2 separate regions of the Macaca mulatta genome follow, and region 2 is linked to region 1. The links are chromatin contacts, called in public Hi-C maps. All regions are on one chromosome and are shown on one strand. The core of a region is the stretch at or near the end of the contact, and the rest is flanking DNA. Distances in the headings are between cores, read along the strand shown.

Evidence for each region. Hi-C and Micro-C count contacts between places; a contact is called where the count stands out from the background.
Region 2: a Hi-C map of fetal cortex germinal zone shows a contact between it and region 1, with 2.1 times the contacts expected there. The contact joins the promoter of RNH1 here to the promoter of B4GALNT4 in region 1. A contact is called at or near these places in 3 of 14 Hi-C or Micro-C datasets (CD4 T cells, blood and fetal cortex germinal zone).

The regions. Positions count from the first base shown.
Region 1 is chr14:269,636-275,273 of T2T-MMU8v2.0, forward strand. B4GALNT4 (beta-1,4-N-acetyl-galactosaminyltransferase 4) reads left to right here and starts at 2,204. Exons shown (of 20, transcript XM_028832938.2): 1 at 2,204-2,666; 2 at 4,758-4,861; 3 at 5,326-5,418; 4 at 5,510-5,605. The coding sequence starts at 2,516.
Region 2 is chr14:397,946-403,583 of T2T-MMU8v2.0, forward strand. It overlaps RNH1 (ribonuclease/angiogenin inhibitor 1), which reads right to left and starts at 2,765. Exons shown (of 10, transcript XR_013403365.1): 1 at 2,612-2,765. It overlaps LOC144334029 (a long non-coding RNA gene), which reads left to right and starts at 2,396. Exons shown (of 2, transcript XR_013403373.1): 1 at 2,396-2,767; 2 at 3,057-4,812.

The DNA of each region.
Region 1 (5,638 bases), core at 954-3,453:
GGATCCACAGAGGACACCATCTGGCTGTGGAGCCATCAAGTGTCCCAAACGCGTCTCTCCCAACATTGCCAACACTTGCCTTCTAAGAACCCTGTTTATGGATCAGGCCAGCCGTTGCCTCCCCAGAGAGAGACTGTGGAGCTGAAGCCAGCCTCCCTCCATCCCCCATCTCATCTCCTTCACGTCACTCACCATCAGCAAAGTTACTATGTGTTCACTGGTTTGTCCCTGCCTAGTAACATGTAAACTCCACGAAAGGGGGCCCCTTTCTGTCTTGCTCACTGCTGTGTCCCATAAGTCCCAGCTCGTCAGGACACTAGAATATTAGGTAATGTCCACTGGCTGGATGAATGTGCCTAGGATGGGGTGCCATGCAGTGAAAAGACGGAAAGCATTAGATGCACAGCAAGACAGACACATATAAAAATTATGGAGGCCTTGGAGAAACAGAATGATACATAAAAGAGCACTATTGGCCGGGCACAGTGGCTCACACCTAGAATCCCAGCACTTTGGGAGGCTAAGGCGGGAGGATCACTTGAACCCAGGAGTTCGATGCCAGCCTGGGCCACATGGTGAGACCCTGAGTCTATTTAAAAAATACAAAAAATTAGCCCGGCATGGTGACTCCTGACTGTAGTCCCAGCTTCTCAAGAAGCTGAAGTGGAAGGATCGCTTGAGCCCAGGAGGTCAAGGCTGCTGTGAGCTGAGATTGCACCACTGCACTCTAGCCTCAGAGACACAGTGAGACCCTGTCTCAAAAAGGGGTGGGGCACTATATTTTAATGAATATGCAGATAACAGAAATATGGAAAGTGGACTGCAGGAGGTAGGAGATGAGCTGATGGGGTGGGGGAAGGTTTGAGAGATTGGGTGTTGTTTTAGGGCTGCTATAAACAGCAGGATGCAACCAGCTTGCTTCTTACTTGGAAGTTATGGGAGGAGGGAGGGAAAGGAGGGATGAAGGCAACTTCTGGTCAATCTTCCATTGTGAGGTGGGGTCCATGTCCCCACAACCCACAAACTTGGGTGGCCATGGCGGCATATGGCAAACCTGGCAGGTGATTCCAAGAGGCTTCACTCTGTGTGCTGGACCGGCAGGCTGCCCCGGGAGCTGGGCGTGCAGGTGCCCTGGCCAACCACCCAAGGTGAGCCCAGCCATTCATGCCCAGGGTGCACCAGCTCAGGGCAGAAGCTTCTGGATGGCTCCAGCCTGTCCCGAAGAGCCGGCCCCACCACTCACGTCTTCCCGCGGGAGGCCAGCACCTAGAGAAGCAGAGAGGAGCTGTTCCCGAGTGCCCTGAGTTCCTGACCCACAGAGGACACCATCCGGCTGTGGACCCATCAAGTGTCCCAAACAGGTCTGCTCCTCTGCCCAACAGGAACGCTGCTGTTGGACAGCACTGAGGGTGGGTGGTTTGTCACACACCCAGAGACCGCTGAACAGAGGGAGAAGAGTAGGGTCAAGCTGGCAGCTAGACAAGGGAAGTACTTGGGGGACAAAGGGATTGGCGGGGGTTGGTGCAGACCAGGCGAGAAAGGGCACAAAGGGGTACAAGGTCCCGGTGAGAGGCATGGCACGGTCACCCGCCTCAGGCCGCGCTAGATGGGGCGAGGGCCACCAGCTGGGGCCGCTCCTGCCGCCCAGACAGGCGAGATCCCGCAGCGACTGCCACCCCTGGGCTGAAGTCGGTGCTTGCCCACCCTCCTCCCGCCTCTCTCGCCCGCCCCCATCCCCACCCTCATTCCCCGCCTCCCAGCTCCCCGGGTCCCTCCCTTCCCTCCTCGTCGTCTGGCTCCAGTCCTTCGGGTCACTGTTCTCAGGAGGCTGCCCCGGCTCCTAGTCGGGCTATGCCCATCCCCCGCCGACCCCCACGGTCCCCGAGCCGCGCTCCGTGGCCCAGGTGGACGTGCGCCCCGCTCCCCCCCGCCCCCCCCCGCCCCGCATCCCTGGCCGCCCCGCACCCCGCGCCCCCTGCCCCGCATCCCTGCCCGCCCCGCGCCCCGCACCCCGCCCCGCACCCGCGCCCCGCACCCCGCCCCGCACCCCGCCCCGCACCCCGCCCCGCACCCCGCCCCGCACCCCGCGCCCCGCCCCGCACCCCGCGCCCCGCCTCCCCGCGCCCCTACCCCGCCCCGCTCGCCGCCATTGGCTCCCCGCGGCCTGGCTCGGCCCGATTGGTTCCGCGCGCGGCCGGGGCCTGATCCGCGGTGGCAGCTCCGCGGCGTGGATGCTGCTCGGTCCCGCCGCCGCCCCAGGAGCGCGGAGCCGGGAGCGGCCGGGCGGGGGGCACCGCGAGGAGCCGCCCCCGCCGCCCACCCCCGGCCCGCGGCCGAGGGCGGCCTGGGGGGGTCGCGGCCGCACCCGGTGGCCGCACGCGGCGGACAAAGGACCATGCGGGGCCGCGGGCGCTGAGCGCGGCGGGGCGGGCCGGGGATGCGGCGCGGGGCGGGCGGGGGCCGGGGGCTGCAGCGGCGCCGCTGAGCGCGGCCTGGGGCGGGCGCGGCGGCCGCGATGCCGCGGCTCCCGGTGAAGAAGATCCGCAAACAGATGAAGCTGCTGCTGCTGCTGCTACTGCTGAGCTGCGCCGCGTGGCTCACCTACGTGCACCTGGGCCTGGTGCGCCAGGGCCGAGCGCTGCGCCAGCGCCTGGGCTACGGGCGAGGTACGGCGCGAGGGGCGCGGGCGGCGGGGGCCCCGGGGCGCGGGCCGAGCCTCCCACCGCACGGGGGTCTCTGCTGGGCCCGACCCGCCCGGAGACCCCGCCCGCTGTTCCCCGCCCTGCGATTTGTGAGGAGGGGGCGCGGTTCGGCTCGGCCCGGACGCTGGATGACGTCGGCAGTGACGCGCGCGACCCTCTCTGGGAGGGACCCTGGCCTGGATCTGGTAGTGAGCGGCTGACGGTGGGCTCCCGGGGGATTCTCTGCCCCAGACCCTGCTGAGCCTTCCGAGAGGCCTTCTCAGGCCTCGCCTCCATCCCCTGCCCGCTTAGCAGGGCCTCAGTTTCCCCGTGTGCTGGGGACCCGGGCCCGGGCTTGGCGAAGTGGCGGGTGCAGCTGGGACGCTTCCCGGCGGGGGCGCCCTCGGTGAACTGTGCCAGTGTTGTGGGGGTCCGTGCGTGGGGATGGGGCCCAGCTTGCAAAGCCTGGCGTAAACTCTCCCGACCCCAACCCACAAACAAAGCAGATCGGGTCACGGTGAGCCAGCCGGGGTAGGGCCCCCTGGAGATGGTGATCTTTGACACACACCTTTTGTGCAAAGAGCATTCCAGACAGGAAGGCGCAGATGAAAGCCTGGGGGGTGGGGGGAGAAGGAGGGACAAAATGCCCCCTCCTGAGGAGGAGGGAGGTTAGTGCCATGCCCAGACCAGGAGAGACCCCAGCTGGCTGCCTCTGAGCCTTCTCCAGGGAGCCGGGTGTCCTGAGGGGGCAGAACAATGATACTGGCGGGGGACACCTGGGCCACTCCACCTGCCAAAGCTCCTCTGTCTTCTCTTCGTGGGCTGGGAGGCCGGGACCCACACAGGCCAACGGTCTGGGGCTTGTCCCAACCCACATACCTCGCAGCTGCCACCCCCTCAAGAGACCCCAGATACTGCTGAATCCCTAAAAGAAGCTCCACCCCAGCTCTTAGCAGACAGGGCAGGATCCACAGCTGCCCCAATGACACAGAACAGAACCAGCCCCCTCCGCAGGAGCCTCTGTAGTTTTCGGAGCAGCGGAGGGATCTAAGCCCAACCTGGAGGGGGCGGATGCATACGAATCCCCCTTCCAAGGACCCCTTGAGGCTAAGCGAGCTCCGCCCCAGGGCACCTGTACTACTTGCTACCTTTGAGGCCAGGGCCAGGACAAGAGGAACTCAACAGCTGCCCAGGGAGATGGGGAGTGAGCAGACTGTTCTGTCGGGGGAGCTGGGGCCAAAGTCGGGGGAGCCCCCAGGGGACCCTTCCCAGGTCTGCCTGTGGACATCTCTACTGCCTCCCCACAAGCCTGGGCAGGCCAGCTCTGCGCCCCAGCCCTCTCCACTTCCTGGACCTCCCTAAGCTGAGGACCTAGACATCCTCACTGCGGCCCCAGGGGGTTCCACGCCCTGGGACCTGAGCATCTGAAGGGATGCTTCACTTCACCCCAGTTCTGCCCCTCCTGGTCCTCCTACCCAGGGACACTCAATCCAGGGCCACCCTCTGCCCCAGGGCCACGCCTGGGCTTCCGCATCCATGCCTGTCCCTCAGTCCAGACTTTGAGAGCTCAAATCCTTCAGGAGAGGCAGTGCCGGCTTTCCTGACTATAGTCCCTGGCACTAACCCTGAGTTCTCAGTTCTGGTAAGGGAGGCAGACATGGAACACACCAGCACAGAGAAAGTGCTGAGGGCACAGGGCAGTCCTGGGGTCTTCCTGGAGGCAGAGCCACTTAACAAGAATGGCCAGATGGGGGTGCATGTGGGTGCCTACACACACCAGCTGGCGCACCCAGCTTTCCTCCCTCACACCTGCTGGAGGTTGGGAACAGCCTGCTGGAAGGCTCAGCCCGGGCTGCCCCACCAGAGGTGGGGTGTGGAAGAAGTTGCCTCGCTGTGGGGTGGGGCATCTGGTAGAGGACGCAGATGAGAAGGAGAGGTTTGGCTTTAGTGAGAGACACCACAGCCTCCTTGCCCTGCTCTGGCCATGTGGGTCCCCAGCCTGGCTGACCCCAGCAGCAGGCAGAGTGGCCTTGGAGAGAGCCTGGGCCCGAGACAGGCCTCACGTGCCACCTGCAGATGGTGAGAAGCTGACCAGTGTGACCGACGGCCGGGGTGTCCATGCTGCGCCATCCACACAGAGGGCTGAGGACTCCAGTGAGAGCCGTGAAGAGGAGCAGGCGGTGAGCAAGGCCTTGGGGAGAACGCGTGTGCACGAGACGAGACCCCAAAGCCCCGAAGCCACTTGAGCATTGGTGTCTTGAGAACCTGTCCCTTCTGGAGGACACAGCAGGGGGGCATGAGACACAGGACATGTGGGTGGGGAGCACGGCATGGCTTGTCAGTGTGAGCTGCAGCACCAGGCATCCTGTCTGGAGCTCTGTGTCTGGGGGCTGCAGCAGGTGCATGAATGCACCAGCCGGTCAGTATGTGGGGTGGCCGGGCATCTGCTTGGGCGAGAGTGACCAGGGGGTCTGAGTGTACGTGCCAGGGCCATGGGTCAGGGTTTGCGCGGCTGTGGGCTCGCAGGCATTTAGGCCTGTGTGGCTCCATGTTGGAATGGGGTCTTTGTGAAGATCTGTCTTGCTGTTTGTGACCTCCTCCCTGCCCTTCCAGCCCTGACCCCGCTGCCTTTTCTCTCCTGCAGCCCGAAGGTCAGGATCTAGATATGCTGTTTCCTGCAGGGGCTGGGAAGCTGCCACTGAACTTCACCCATCAGACACCCCCATGGCGGGAGGAGGTGAGCTGGCTCAGCCTGTAAGGGGCTGGGAGGCAGGGCGGGGCTGGGGGGGCGGCGGGCCGTGCAGAAGGTAAGGCCCCCCGATCCCCAGTACAAGGGGCAGGTGAACCTGCACGTGTTTGAGGACTGGTGTGGGGGCGCCGTGGGCCACCTGAGGAGGAACCTGCACTTCCCGCTGTTCCCTCATGTGAGTGCCGGGGTTGGGGGGTGCAGGGCGGGC
Region 2 (5,638 bases), core at 1,515-4,014, 130 kb after region 1:
TGGCTCAAGCCTGTAATCCCAGCACTTTGGGAGGCCGAGACGGGTGGATCACGAGGTCAGGGGATCGAGACCATCCTGGCTAACACGGTGAAACCCTGTCTCTACTAAAAAATACCAAAAAAAAAACTAGCTGGGCGAGGTGGCGGCCGCCTGTAGTCCCAGCTACTCGGGAGGCTGAGGCAGGAGAATGGCATGAACCCAGGAGGCGGAACTTGCAGTGAGCCGAGATCTGGCCAAAACCAATGTATATCTTTTTTTTTTTTTTTTTTTTTTTGAGATGGAGTCTCGCTCTGTCGCCCAGGCTGGAGTGCAGTGGCCGGATCTCAGCTCACTGCAAGCTCTGCCTCCTGGGTTTACGCCATTCTCCTGCCTCAGCCTCCCGAGTAGCTGGGACTACAGGCGCCTGCCACCTTGCCCAGCTAGTTTTTTGTATTTTTTAGTAGAGACGGGGTTTCACCGTGTTAGCCAAGATGGTCTCGATCTCCTGACCTCGTGATCCACCCGTCTCGGCCTCCCAAAGTGCTGGGATTACAGGCTTGAGCCACCGCGCCCGGCCCACCAATGTATATCTTAAATGTATTTCATTGATGCCTCATATCTCTCTAAAACATATAAAATCAAGCTGCCCCAACCACCTTGGACACATGTTCCCAGGATCTCCACCGGCCGCAGTCACTCATTTTTGGTTCCGAATTAATCCCTTCAAATATTTTACATTTTAACTATTACTATCAACAGTACCTTTTTAAAAATAAGAATGGCCCTGAAAGATGTCAACATCCGAATCTTCAAACCTGTGGTGTTACCTTACGTGGCAAAAGGGACTTTGCAAATATTAGGAATATTGAGATGTGAAGGCTATCCTGGGGTATCTGGGCGGCCGGCATATTATCGTGAGGGTTCTTATGCAGAGACAGCAGGTTTTGAAGATGGAAGAAGATGGCCTCTAGAAGTTGGAAAAGCAGATTCTCCTTGGGAACCTCCAGAAGCAACTACCCTTGCCAACACCTTGATTTTAACCTCCTAAAACTCACTTTGGGCTTCTGAGCTTCAGGCCTATAAAACAACCTATCTATGGCAAATTCGTTATAGCAGGGATGAGACAATAGCTCACTGCAGCCTCCTCCTCCAGAGCTCAAGCCATCCTCCTGCCTCAGCGTCCCAAGTAGCTGGGACTACAGGCGTTCACTACCACAACTGGCTAATTTTTTCCATTTTTTTGTAGAGACGGGGGTCTCACTATGTTGGCCAGGCTGGTCGCAAACTCCCGGGCTCAAGAGATCCGCCCGCCTTGGCCTCCCTAAGTGCTGGGATTACAGGCTGCACCAGCGCATCCAGCCAAATGTAACCTTTTTTTTTTTTCTGAGACGGAGTTTCACTCTTGTCACCCAGGCTGGAGTGCAGTGGCATCATCTCGGCTCACTGCAACCTCCGCCTCCTGAGTTCAAGCGATTCTCCTACCTCAACCTCCCAAGTAGCTGGGATTACAGGCGCCTGCCACCACGCCCGGCTAATTTTGTATTTTTAGTAGAGACGGGGTTTCACCACGTTGGCCAGGCTGTTCCTGAACTCCTGACCTCAGGTGATCCGCCCGCCTCGCACTCCCAAAATCCTGGGATTACAGGGGTGAGCCACTACGCCCGGCCCCAATGTAACTCTTAACGGCAATATCGTGTGCAGTCTCCCGCTCGTATTCGGTTTACTCGACCAATCGCTAAGACGACACTTGAGACTGTTTTCATATCTTTAGGCTTTCCACCATCCTAGAAAGGGGCCTTGCCTGGTTCTAAGGCCGTTCTGAAACACTACCCAACTGTCCTCGGGAAACGGTGCAGAAATCCTCTGGTTTCCCCCAAGGCGCGTGGGCACCTTGGCTGGAACCTCGCCCAATAACACGATGTGCCTGGGGCCCCTTCATCATTTCCGCCAACCCTGGTTACAGCCCTGACGCTGGCCCCTAAGAGCCGTTCCAGTTCTGTCGCTCTCCTCCCCGCAGCCCCAGGCGGTAGCTTCGCGGCCCGGCGTCCGGTCTCCCGGTGGTCCCAGAGCGAGGCTCCGCAATGGAGGGCGAAGGACCCTCCCTCCCCGACCTCGCACGACCGAGACCGCCCACCTTTCCCCCAACGCCCGGCGGTGGGAGCCGTTCGAGTCTTCTCCGCCAGAGCGGTCCTTCCCGGGAGGCCGGTTCTTTGGGGGAATAAGGTCAAGGGTTACGTGATTTGGGGAAGAAAGCTCGGCTGGACCAAGATTGCTTGCGTAGCTCGCTGGAATCTAAGGCACTAGGTGGCATGACGGCCACGCGAGAACGACCCAAGTAGGCGCAGCACCGCCCCCCGCCCCGCGCAGGGACTTCCGGCGCGCCCCAAAGGGGAGCTCGCGGCGCGATGACGTCTTCAGGGAGCGCCACATCCGCCGGGCGGCGCATCTGCCCAGCGCAACCTTGCCGGCCCCAGACCCCTGCCCCGCCCGACCCCGCCCCGCCGCGGGAGCGCGCCACTCGCCCGCGCAGCAGGTGCCTCAGTAGCGCTAGGCGCGCGTCTTCCGAAAGCCCGACCGAGGCCGGCGTGGGCGAGGCCTGGCTACAGGCTGACGCACCGCTGGAGCTACTGACCTCGGGACGACTGGCGGACGGTCGCAAGCCTGGAGACCCAGAGCGAGACGGCCGACTTCCTTCTCGAGCCAGCAGAACGGGTTGAATGTGTCGACACCTCCAGCCGCCAGAGTCAGCGGCGCGGGCTTGTTGGAGCCGGCTGGTGGGCGCGGTCAGGTGCGGGGGCGGGGACTACTGGGCGGGGCTCGGCGCAGGGGCGGGGCCTGATGGGCGCAGTCTCGATGCGGGGGCGGGGCCTAGAGGGCATGGCTCGGCTCGGGGGCGGGGCTCGGCGAAGTACAGTCGGCGCAGGGGCGGGGCTCGTGGGGCGAGGCTCGATGCGGGGGCGAGAGGGTCTCGTGGGGACGGGGGTCTCCCTAGTAGGCGGGGCTTGGTGCTGGGGGCGGGGCCTGGCGGGCCCGTGCTGTGGCCTCGCACTGGCAGACACTTCTCGGCGATTCCTCAGAATCCTCGGAGGAGGCGGCCAGACCCGGAGCGGCAGCGCCGTGGAGGCGGAGTCGCAGGCGCGGGTCGGGCCTGGCTGGGGCGCGGAGCGCGGCCCCCGGAGAAAGCGGCGGCCTCGGGACAGGAGGGACCCGGGAGAAGCCCCCCTGGGGCGGCTCCGCATGTCGGGGTCGCGCCTCTAGGCGACCTTGGTAGAGGGGCTCCTTTGCGCCGAGATCGCGACCCTCGAGGGAGCCACGGCCCGGTGATCCACGCTGCCCGTCCCGGCCATTGGCTGCGCCTTTGTTTCGTGGGACAAAGAGCTGCGGACCCAGCTCTCATCGCGGACCCAGCTGCTCCCGCGTCCATTCTGCGGCCAAGACACCCGAGCGCCGCCCGGAGCCCCGGTACTGAGGGGCGCAGGCCGAGTTCCAGACTAGCCTGGGAAACGCAAAGCGACCCCACCTCCACAAAAGTGGGTTTACTTTAAGTTTTTGACTAGTCCCCAGTTCACAAAATTGACATTTTGGCAGATGAAGATTGCAAGGAAACTGACGGTACGTCAGATTTGTTCTTTAGCAATTTGCTAAACCTCTTCTCTGACTGCCTTTATTATGTATTTATTTTCCAGACAAGGTCTTACTCCGCTGCTTAGGCTGCACTGCAGTGGCGTGATCCCAGCTCACTGCAGCCTCCACCTCTCGGACTCCAGCGATCCTCCCGCCTCAGCCTCCCAAGTAGCTGGGACCACAGGCGCCAGCACGCCTGGCTTATTGTTTTATTTTATGTAGAGAAGAGGTCTCCCTGTGTTGCCCAGGCTGGTCTTGAATTGGGCTCAAGTGATCCTCCTGCTTCAGCCTCCCATAGCGCTGGAATTACTGGCAGGAGCCACTGTATCCGGCTTGATCATCTTTAAAGAAGGTGGTTCTGGCCGGGCGCAGTGGCTCACATCTGTAATCCTAACACTTTGGGAGGCTGAGGAGGGTAGATCACCTGAGGTCAGGAGTTCAAGACCAACCTGGCCAACATGGTAAAAACCTGTCTTTACTAAAAATACAAAAATTAGCCAGGCGTGGTGGCGGGCACCTGTAATCCCAGCTATTCGGGAGGCTGAGGCGGGAGAATCGCTTGAACACGAGAGGCAGAGTTGCACTGAGGCTAGACCACACCATTGTACTCCAGCCTGGGCAACAAGATGAAACTCTGGCTGGGCACAGTGGCTCATACCTGTAATCCCAGCACTTTGGGAGGCCAAGGCAGGCAGATCACCTGAGGTCAGGAGTTTGAGACCAGCCTGGCTAGCATGACAAAACCCCATCTCTATTAAAAATACAAAAAATTAGCCAGGCATGGTGGTGCTTGCCTGTAATCCCAGCTACTTGGGAGGCTGAGGCAGGAGAATCACTTGAACCCAGGAGGCAGAGGTTGCAGTGAGCCAAGATCATGCCACTGCACTCCAGCCTGGGCAACAAGAGTGAAACTCCCTCTCAAAAAAGAAAAAAAAAAAAGAAACTGTCTCACAAAAAAAGAAGGTGGTTCACACACACACACCCCCCCAGGAAAGCTCAGGGCCGGAAGGCAGCCAACCTGGCCGTGACCCTCATCCTGCACACGTGAGCTTGGTGACCAGTAGCTGATTCTTTAACCCTCTAAGCTTTGGAGTCTGGATGTGAGGTTTAAAATTCATGACAAGAAGCTGGAAGGATGCCTCCAGCCTGACTCCTGGACTGGTTCTCTTGACCACTTCAAGAATGACATCTTTGCGAAAGCTGCTAAAATGTTCTGGTTTCATTTCATTCTTTTCTATGCCATGACCTCTCAGATTTGTTCCTGGCAATTCTCATAAGAGTGAAGGAAATGTTTAAAGTGGCTGTTTGGGCTTCCTTTTGTGACACCCTGTGGGGAAGGTGCCCAGGTATGTATGGGTGCTGAGTGTGTGGCCAGCACGGTGTCTGTGGCTGGGCCTCCCTCCTGGACAGTGCGGCCACAGCCCCTGAAAGGTATGTCTTCATTTTTATTTATTTTTATTTTATTTTATTTATTTATTTTTTGAGATGGAGTCTTGCTTTGTTTCCCAGGCTGGAGTACAGTAGCGCCATCTCGGCTCACTGCAAGCTCCGCCTCCCGGGTTCACGCCATTCTCCTGCCTCAGCCTGCCGAGCAGCTGGTACTACAGGTGCCCGCCACCATGCCCGGCTAACTTTTTGTATTTTTAGTAGAGACAGGGTTTCACCGTGTTAGCCAGAATGGTCTCAATCTCCTGACCTTGTGATTCGCCCGCCTCTGCCTCCCAAAGTGCTAGGATTACAGGTGTGAGCCACCGTGCCCGGACTTCATTTTTATTTTTGAACTTACTTGGCTCACCTAGTTATGTCTTTATCTTGTTTTTTAACTTACCCAGTTCACCCAGTGTGGAATTAGGAGTATATGGACATATTCCCGCCCCCAGTTTTATATACCGCCCCAGAGCTGACTACTCTTGGTCGCTTCTGCTAGGTCCTGGCCGACTCGAATGTGCCTTTCCTCCTGATCCTGTGCCACACAGGGCTGAGGGATGCTACCCTCTCCTTCTTCACCTGCCCCTCCCTCACATATCCAGCCCCA